3 separate regions of the Danio rerio genome follow, and regions 1 and 2 are each linked to region 3. Evidence: chromatin contacts called from public Hi-C and Micro-C data. All regions are on one chromosome and are shown on one strand. Each heading gives the region's core, a stretch centred on a gene start, on an enhancer-like site or on the middle of the called end of the contact. The rest is flanking DNA. Distances are from core to core; before and after follow the strand shown.

Region 1 (3,435 bases), core at 791-3,290, 210 kb before region 3:
GCACAAATGTTTCACAGTCTGGCGTCGGGTTTGTAACATTTTTTTTAAACAAATGACTATTTTTATTTTGGAAGAAAGCACATTAACACCTATAATTATGCATATGATGTATCAAATATTGTTGCAGCAATTATTAGCTTAAGCATTGATCACAATATAATGATATTGATCTAAGCTGCAAGCAGAAAGTTATTTTAACAGGTATAGCATCAAAGAAATATTATGTATTGCTTTTTTTTGTAAATACATGTTCAAAGTAAACAAGTGTTTCAACCAAATTAAATTGCAAAAGGATCATAAAGTACGACAGGTAACACCTTACAATAGCGTCTCATTAGTACATGTTATTTAACGGAATAAAAGCAACAGAGAGAAAAATCCAGACATTACTATGTTCATAATAGCTTAAAAATACAACTGAATTTGATTAGTTATTAACTACAAATAATAAATAGATTATGACTTGTAATCAGATCACAACAACAAAATTTCACATGTTATTATGCGTTGTAGTTTTTATCACGAGTTTAGTTAAATCAACTAGTGATAATCAATCAATATTTCAGCATGTAGTGAGTCAGATTAACATGTAAAAAATTAAGTCTCCAAGCAGTTGGTTTTGTTATGAACGCTATGGCAAACAATGTGAATATTATAAAATTAAACCCTAAAAAAAAACAAAAAAAAAACATATTGCTATGTTTTGAAATCAACACAATATCAATATTGTGCATGTTAATGATCACGATATATCAAATAATTTAATATTACCATGTCTGTCTAACTATGTTACAAAAGCTCAAATAAATGTGACAATTTTAATTCATCAAATATACAATTTTACAACAAAAAAGAAATAACATTTTTTTTAAAAATGGCAAACCCATTTTCACAAAGATTATGTGCCAGTGAACACAAGAAATGACTGATTAAAAAATGTATCTTTGCTATATATTAAAATACTGAATATTTTAATATAAATAAATTGTATTAATATTACCATTTTACTGACAAAATATGTAAAACATTTAGTGAATATATAAGGGTAGTTTTTTTTAAAGTCTATTTTATGAAAAACATATTAAAAGTACTTACTTTACAAAATCAGCGGTGGCATTCAGTAGACACTGATGAAATACATAAGACATAAAACCATCAACATATAAACAAACATATTACAAGTTAAAAGTCACTGGACAGTTAAAATTAATTATTTATAACCCCAAATTTTGAGGAATTTCCAATGTTTACAAATCGAATGTTTAATTTAGCGAAATGAATGGATGAACAGAGTAAATGAATTACTACTCTGCCCTTTGCAGACTGTTGTCTTTTTGTTCCTTCGAGGTAACAGCTGTTAGCTCTCACAATGACTCTCGCAGTCATAATTTCCCAAATTCAACAACTCATATCTCATACAGCTAAAAACAAAAGCATTTGACGTTTAACTCGAGTCATGAACACTAAAAAACAAACACCTGTTCTGATATTTAATCAACACACGAATACAGTTTTGAGCTATTTCAGTGTCTGTTTACACAATTAAATCACCAAATATTTTTTCACACAAAACAATACGTATTTGAGTGAAAGGGAGTATTTTAGGAGCTGACGCGGTTCTGGTCGCACCTTCCTCATCCTCTTCATCCAACTCATCACGGCTCTGGTTACAATATATCACATTTGCTTGTTTTTTTCCACGCGTTTTGCTTTTAAACTGCTACTTTGTGTAAAGTTAACAGGCTGAGCCACTTATTCACGGCGAGTGAAGGACTCTTTGCAAGGTCAGACGAATAAATATTGTAAAAAGACAGTTACCGGATCCCAAACAAGATAAGCAGGAGTCATCGAGCTCGCACTGCGTTTCCCTATAATAATAACCCTGCTAACTTAAAACGCCAACGTGACATGGCGACTTCGGTCTGCAGTTTTTGTCTGATACTGCTGGAGTGCCTACATTTTATAATTCGCAGTCATCGGATATAAGTGTATACATTTTAAGCAATTGTTATTAGGACATCGCATTTCCTTACCCGCTGACGTTGCCGTGAGCAGCGATGGGAACGTTCACGCACGTCATTCCCGTGAGCTGTGAGACAGCGCATGCGCAAAAGCACCTAAACACAAGCTGCTCAATGGTTTGATGAAAATGTTATTTATGAAAGGACCTTTATGGGAGTTACTAAGGTCTATGAAGCTCAGACTGGTGTGTTTGCTGGCTTTACAGGTAGTTTCAGGGTTTTTTCTCAAAAAGTGGACTTTTTTGCAGTTATACACCTAATTTTCTATTTAATTATAAGATTTAAATACTGGATTTTAGTATTTTAAGCACTATTTTAGCTGGATTAGCTTGTCGGATGACCATCATAACCACACTTTTTGATGTACCAAAAATATTTCCTAAAATGTAGAATAAAGAAATTTGAAAAACATCATATATTAGTAGAAAAAAGTTGTTAATTAAAAATTGAGGCTCATTGTACCTTATTAGGCAAATAACAAGCTGGCCAGCACATTTAATTTTCTTAAGCCAGAATTTGGCCGTTTAAATTATAATAAATTAAAACATAATATTAATAATAATCTAGAGCTTCACAGTTTTTCTAGCTTCTCTTGAAAAAAATACATTTGAAAATTCATGGATAACAATAGGCAAGAAAGTATTCAAATTGATTTTAATATAGGCCACTTTTGATGCTTCACAGACTTTTTATAGGTCATTTTTTATTTCAAGAATAAAATACATTTTATATATTTAGAATAAAAAATTGAATATTTAGTTACTTGTAAAATGCTTTCTCTATTTAAAAAAAACCTATGCAGTAGCAAAAGACACCTTCTATTACATCAGATTGTGTAATACTGGTGTCTTGGCATTGTTCTGGGCTCTCTAATTCCCCGGGGCCCTAAGTAGCTGCTTACCTCGCTTATTGGTTAATTATTTTATTATACATTTAACAACACATTCATTCATTCATTCATTTTTTTTCGGCTTAGTCCCTTTATTAATCCAGGGTCGCCACAGCGGAATGAACCGCCAACTTATCCAGCATCTTTTTACACAGCGCATACCGTTTCAGATGAAACCCATCTCTGGGAAATCAACAACAAAACATTCATTCATTTTTTATGTGACCTAATTAAATGTTTTAATCATCATTGTTTAATAAAAAATTATACTTCAGAGTCAGGGCTGAGGAACATTATTCACTAGATTTAGACATGTTCTTTTTGTTTTAATTGAATTTGATTTTATTTTAATGTATTTTATTTTGTTTCATTTATTTTTTTAATTTTATTAATATTTTATTATACAGAATGAATATTTTATTAATTGATTTATTTTTATTTTGTATGATTTATTTTATTATTGCTTTCCATTTATTTTCATTTATTTTATTTTAGATTTTGTAGAATTAAGATAATTGGTTTATC
Region 2 (3,210 bases), core at 328-2,827, 140 kb before region 3:
CATAGTTAAATAAAAAAATAGGCGAATAACTGCAAAAGGGCTCGCTACTGACCTGACATTACTATACATTATCAGCAATTAATTGACACAAAACCTAACAAAAAGTTATTTAGGCTGAATAATTTTAGCAGCAACTATTATACTGAACATGTGTTCCCTTATCTAAAATGTCAACTTGATTTCTAATAAAAAAAGTAATAAGATTTGTTTCTAAATTTGTTCTCTTTGATGATGTGACATTCAGATAATTTTAAATTAACAATAATAACCAAATTAGATATTAGCAAACAGTCAATCAGAGTGGCAATGTTTCTTCTAGCAAATCCAAATTAGATTAGATAGACTTTTCTTTTACTTTCTTTCTTCTTTAATATCCTATTTCACTCATCCAGCCAGATTACAGAACTATAATTTGTAACATACAATCAGCTAATGCAGCTACGTTGAGATAAATAATCACAATTACTGAATGACTGTACACACCGATTTGTTTTTCTACACATATCATGTAATTGGTTTTTTTCTTTGAAATAAAAGCTGTTAATATGTGCTTTTTAGTTTTAATACACGTCCTGAGATTTTAGTTGTTGTCTGAGGAAAATAAATCTGTTTTCATAAAAGTAAATCATAAACACAAAACTCTTTGACGCCATCTGCTGTCTTAATTAAAAGGCTTGACGTTTACATAATAGTAAAACAATAGCGCCATCTACTGTTCACAAAAGACATTTTTAAGGGGCAAACAGGAAAAATAAACCCATATCACGTTAAAAAACAACCGACAGGATAGTTTTTTTTTTTTTAAGTTTTTAACGTTTAACGTTACTGAGGCGACTGAGCTGAGCGAGTCATTTATCGTCTAAGTTCGACTGAACTATAATTATGACGCGTATCAAATACACTTTAAAGACAGAATGACTGTATGTATATACAGTGTATACAAAATTTCAACCTAACAATTTTAGAAAATGTTATAACTTTGTCCTAACCGATAATCATCAACGACTGTGATTGGTTCAAACTCAAAGCGCAGAGAAGAGTAACAGGTGTCACGTGACCATGCTTTGCAATTGTCTAAAAAAATACGTTTTTTTAAACACCGTTAAGATGTTTTACATTAGCTACACGATTAAAATGCATAAGTTTTAAAATAATATGATTATATACAAATATGTATATATAATACCAATACTAATACTATAAATTATTCATTCATTGTATTTTTAAGTCTAAAATACAATACCTGAACAGTCAAAAACGATAAGCTCCAGCTGTTTTGAGCAATCACCTTTTCAACATGTCTTAATAATAAATACTTTTCTCATATAATGTATTAACACATTTTCTTTGTTTAAAACTAAAAATTACGGAAACCCTGTAACCTTAACATGAGGCCACGCCCTTAAACATAATGCTTGAAAACGATTGGTCACGACAGTCCAATTGTGGTCGCAGCAGCGAAAAGCAGCAATCTAATTGGTTCACAGTGGCGCGAAAATAATCACATGGTACAGCATTTCGCGCGAAAACTCCTGAAGAAGCTCGTGTGTTTCATGTGCAAGACGGGAAGGAGAGCGCAGCACTGTAATAACTCTGTAATAGCAACTGAACAGAAAAAATGGATCTTACGGAGACTGGAGTGAATCAGAACGCTGGCCAGGTGATCAAGGACGAGCTGGCTGAAAAATGTCAGAAATTATTCCAGGCCTTTTTGGAAGAGTGAGTAAACGCGGTTTATCTCATTGTTCTTCATGATGAAAGTTACTCGGATGCCATTTTATTTTCATTTTATGAACAAGTATACGCTTTTACAGTAGCAATATTGCATGGTTTCTTCTTAACGCACATAATCTACATTTTATGGATTATAACATTATAACATTGAACATACTAGCTTGAACACTTTAATAATCGTTAGGCTTGTTGTACACGTGAGCGCATGCCATCTTTGTTATGTTTTTTTTGTGTGTGTGTATAATGTTATTTTATGTTGCGTGTGATCAGCATTAATTTGTAGTAGTAATCAAAATGACCGTCTATTCTCCTATGTGAAGGTTTCAGAATAGCGATGGTGAGGTGAAGTACCTGCGGGACGCGGAGGAGCTGATCCGGCCTGAGAGGAACACACTCGCGGTCAGTTTTACCGACCTTGAGGGATTTAACCAAGAACTGGCAACCGCCATCCAGGAGGAATTCTACAGGTGTGAACGCAGAACATAAAAAAGAAAATGTGTTCATACATTTTTCTGAATTATTTTCTGTTAAAAGTGTATATTACATTGCTGTGGATATGTGGTAACAGTTTATTTTAGCGTGCTTGTTACACATTTACCAAATATATTGAAAACAGTGTAGTTGTATGCAGTAACGGGAAACCAAACACTCTGTCATGTTCTAATCCTACAGTAAGTAATTATTATAATTTAGCATTTGAAGAGATGGTTCACCCCGAAATGAAAATTCTGTCATCTTATTCTCCCCTTGACTAGTTTGAGTTTTCAAAATCTATTTATTTTCTTCGGTTATAATAAAGTAATAAAATAAAATAAGTAATTTTGAAGAATGTTCAGTTATCGGTAACTATTGACTTCCATAGTAGGGCAAAAAATACTGCAGATGTCAATGGTTACCTGTTTCCAACATTGTTCAATGTGTCTTCTATTGTGTTCAACTGAACAAAAACTCAAACTGGTTTGGATCAAGTCAAGGGTGAGTAAATAATGACACAATTTCATTTTTGGGGGAACTTTCCCTTTAAAAGCAACATGTAAACTAAAATGAAGTGTAAATTGTGGTTGTTATTATCACAGTATTTGTACATCAATAAATATAACGTATATCTGGAAAAAAAAATATCGTCAATAAATATAACATGGACTACTTTTTGAATTGTAAGTGTCATGTGGAAAAACCTGTGGCACAGTTTTTGTGTGTTTGCACTTGGAAATTTTCATTTTGTGCAGTCGCCCTTTTGGTTCTATTTGTAATTATATCATTATCTTTTTCGCTCTGTTCCCAACTATCATGAGTTAAAATACAATGTTTGTACCTGCATTAACAAAGTATTGTCTTCGATTTAGGCTGTACCCCTACTTGTGCCGTGCTGTTCGTAATTTTGCTCGGGATCATGGAGAAGTTCCCACCTCCAAGGAATTCTACGTGGCCTTCCAGGATCTACCAACCAGACACAAGTAAACAGATACACAAGAT
Region 3 (3,458 bases), core at 696-3,195:
ACCTATGCAAAAGCACACCCACATATTTAGTGATACCTTAGAGCACAGGTGTCAAACTCAGTTCCAAAAGGTCCGCAGCCCTGCACAGTTTAGTTCCAACCCTAATTAAACACACCTGATCAAACTAATTGAGTCTTTCAGGCTTGTTTGAAACCTACAGGTAAGTGTGTTGGAGCAGGGTTGGAACTAAACTGTGCAGGGCTTCGGCCCTCCAGGAATTGAGTTTGACGCCCCTGCATTAGAGCAAACAGACACTGTGAACAGACCTGGAGCAGTGGGGAGTGCATTGCTTCCAGCACCCGGGGTGCAGTTAGGGGTTAGATGCTTTGATCAAGGGCACCTGAGCTGAGTTTTGAAGATGGAGAGAGTGCAGCTCATTCATTCCCCTCCATCTTCAATTCCTGCCTAGACCAGGAATTAAACCAGCAACCTTTGGGTTAACAGTCTAACTCACTATTTGATTCACAACCCTCATAATCATGAATGTGGTTACACAAAATGTTAATTATAACTATAAAGGGCTCAAATGTTATGAAGGATTACTGAAGGTTTCAACATGCTAATTGAAATAAGAGGGATAAGAATTTTTTGCTTATTGCCACTTGCATAGGCCAGGGTCTCAATCTGCTATTTAAACCCCCCTCCTCCTCTATTTGGCCCACAACTGAGATTCAGCCCACCAAAATATATATTTTTGATTTTATATTTTAATTTGATATATTTTTAATTATTTCATATGATTGTTGTGCAGGTGCATATACTGTAGATGCCTTTTCACCTTAGAATTATAAGGTTCTATTGGACATTTTTGTCAAAATTGAGGTTTTGACATTCTTATTAAATGACACCTAATTTACATTATGGGATGTTTTTTAATAAGTTTTTTAAGTTTCATAACTTTTTATTTAAAATAAATGTTACACATATACTGTTTGCTATATGGAATGCAAAATCTTTCAAGCTCAATATCTCAAAATCATTCAAAACGCAGATGGAACCTTATCATTCCAAGGTGACACTTGTGGTTTTAACCCGCCACCTATTGGACATTTAAGATACTGCACTATATATTTTCAGTTTAGTTTTACTTTCGGTTTCTCTCAGTGTGCATAGTCGAGATTGAAGTGATCCTTTTTAACTTAAGCTATATTTTTGAAATATATTCATGGGTAATTCGATCACTATTAGTTTTATACCACCTGTATTCCAACAGAGGTATAATTATGCTGGTGGTCTAATATTCGATTCAAATTCTCTCGTGTCATTTGATAGATTTCCCTCATATGCATATTAAGACTTGTAGTCTATAAAAACTAAATCCATTAGTAAAATTTGTATGTCAATCTGGTTGAATCCACTTTTTTCCCCCTACAAAAACTAAAAAATAGTGAGAAATTAGTAAAAATGAATAAGCTGCTTATTGTTGCAGGTTGTACACATGAATAATAATATTAACAAATATTGCACATGATGGTTGACAGAAATGAGATGCCCATGCTTAATGTATTGAATGAAATGAAAGTCTTTTAAAGATTTTGTTTCACTTTGACATTCTCCAGTAGACCTACAGCCATTTAATCTTTTTTTCCTAGGGGCGGAGTCTAAAATTCGCGGGCTTTTGTTCATTTTGTTTTTTTCTCTCTCTCTCTCTCGCTCACCCTCTGCGTGTCTCAGTCCACTTTCACTCCGTCGAATCGGCAATCGCTTAAATCGACATATTATCTTCGAGAGTCTCCTGCACTGAGCCAGTTAAGCTTTTTTTCGACTGACCGAGGTGAGTGTCTGCTGTTACATGTTCATGTTTTATTTTTATGTAGAAAAGCCTTATTTCTCCACGCTATTGTGCTTAAGAGTGCATCAACACTTGGTATTTAAAGTGTATAAAAACACAGGATATATTTCCTCTTTAAAGTCTGTTTACATTTTATGATTTTATTACTGTCAGATGGATAAAACTAGTAATCCTAACAACAGTAATCAAATAAATCGAGCTTCCCCAAATGAGCAAGAGAAAATCAAAACAGATGAACCGAAGAGGAAAAATACATCACAGGTGAGTTTTCCATTCGGTGGAAGTTATTTGAGGTACATGCTGTTTAATATAATTATATTTCCTGGCCATAATATTTCGATATTTATAGTATTTTTTTATATTTATGTTATGAAGGAAGATAAGGAAAACCTACATAAAGGTGTCCAAAATAATAATTCACCTAAAAGACAGCGGGAGCCTCTTCAATCCACCTGCAATATTTCTGACCATTATCCTAAAAGGAAGCGTGCAGGTAAGGGCTTTAAATAATCGATTACTACTATCTAGGGCTTGGCCCTTCTCCTAAACTCTGCTTATTTTCTCAGTGACAGAGCAGAAAGAGTGGTATTCCATGTCAAATCGACCTCTTGGATATTGTTTGATCATCAACAATTATAAATTTGAAAGTGCATCACTTGCAGACCGGAGAGGGACTGATAGAGATAAAGGTATTGAGTGCATTTTGTAGGAAAATATATGTATACACTCACCGGCCACTTTATTAGGTACACCTTACTAGTACCGTGTTAGATCCACTTTTGCATTCAGAACTGTTTTAGTCCTTCATGGCATAGATTTAACAACGTACTGGAAATATTCCATAGAGATTTTGGTCCATATTGAAATGACAGCATTACACAGTTGCTGCAGACATCCATGATGTGAATCTAGCTTCCCAAAGGTGCTCTATTCGATTGAGCTTTGGTGACTGTGGAGGCCATTTGAGTACAGTAAACTCATTGTCATGTTCAAGAAACCAGTCTGAGATCATTTGTTTTATGACATGGTGCATTATCCTCCTGGAAGTAGCCATCAGAAGATGGGCACACTGTGGTCATAAGGTGATGGAAATGGTCAGCAACAATACTCACGTAGGCTGTGCTGTTGACACGATGTTCAATTGGTACTAACAAGCTCAAAGTGTGCCAAGAAAACATCCCCCACACCATTACACCACCACCACCAGCCTAAACCATTGATACTGAATGGATATATGCTTTCATGTTGTTAATGCCAAATCCTGACCCTACCATCCAAATTCCGCAGCAGAAACTGAGACTCATCAGACCAGGCAACATTTTTCCAATCTTATATTGTCCAGTTTTGGTAAGCCTGTGTGAATTGTAGCCTCAGTTTCCTGTTATTATCTAATAGGAGTGGCACCCGGTGTGGTCTTCTGCTGCTGTAGGCCATCCGCCTCAAGGTTGGCTGTGTTGTGCGTTCAGAGATGCTCTTCTACATACCTCGGTTGTAGCGAGTAGTTATTTGAGTTACTGTTGCCTTTCAGCTTAAACCAGTCTGGCCATTCTCCTCTGACCTCTGGCATCAACAAGACATTTGTGCCCACAGAACTGCCGCTCACTGGATATTTTCTCTTTTTCTGACCATTCTCTGCAAGTCCTAGAGATGGTTGTGCATGAAAATC

The links. Hi-C and Micro-C count contacts between places; a contact is called where the count stands out from the background.
Region 1: a contact with region 3 is called in a Hi-C map of hematopoietic stem cells, with 2.0 times the contacts expected there. The contact joins the promoter of ical1 here to the promoter of casp8l1 in region 3. A contact is called at or near these places in 2 of 18 Hi-C or Micro-C datasets (caudal fin and hematopoietic stem cells).
Region 2: a contact with region 3 is called in a Micro-C map of caudal fin, with 7 times the contacts expected there. The contact joins the promoter of mcm6 here to the promoter of casp8l1 in region 3. A contact is called at or near these places in 2 of 18 Hi-C or Micro-C datasets (caudal fin and an unstated tissue).

The regions. Positions count from the first base shown.
Region 1 is chr6:13,857,301-13,860,735 of GRCz12tu, forward strand. It overlaps ical1 (islet cell autoantigen 1-like), which reads right to left and starts at 2,041. Exons shown (of 17, transcript NM_201587.1): 1 at 1,958-2,041; 2 at 1,096-1,127.
Region 2 is chr6:13,926,042-13,929,251 of GRCz12tu, forward strand. It overlaps mcm6 (minichromosome maintenance complex component 6), which reads left to right and starts at 1,578. Exons shown (of 17, transcript NM_001082849.1): 1 at 1,578-1,719; 2 at 2,055-2,201; 3 at 3,081-3,191. The coding sequence starts at 1,619. It also overlaps a transcript of ical1 not described here and a transcript of asic4b not described here.
Region 3 is chr6:14,063,282-14,066,739 of GRCz12tu, forward strand. casp8l1 (caspase 8, apoptosis-related cysteine peptidase, like 1) reads left to right here and starts at 1,946. Exons shown (of 5, transcript NM_001098619.1): 1 at 1,946-2,053; 2 at 2,168-2,285; 3 at 2,359-2,481. The coding sequence starts at 1,946. The region is part of intron 6 of l3hypdh (trans-L-3-hydroxyproline dehydratase); the gene reads left to right. It also overlaps a transcript of asic4b not described here.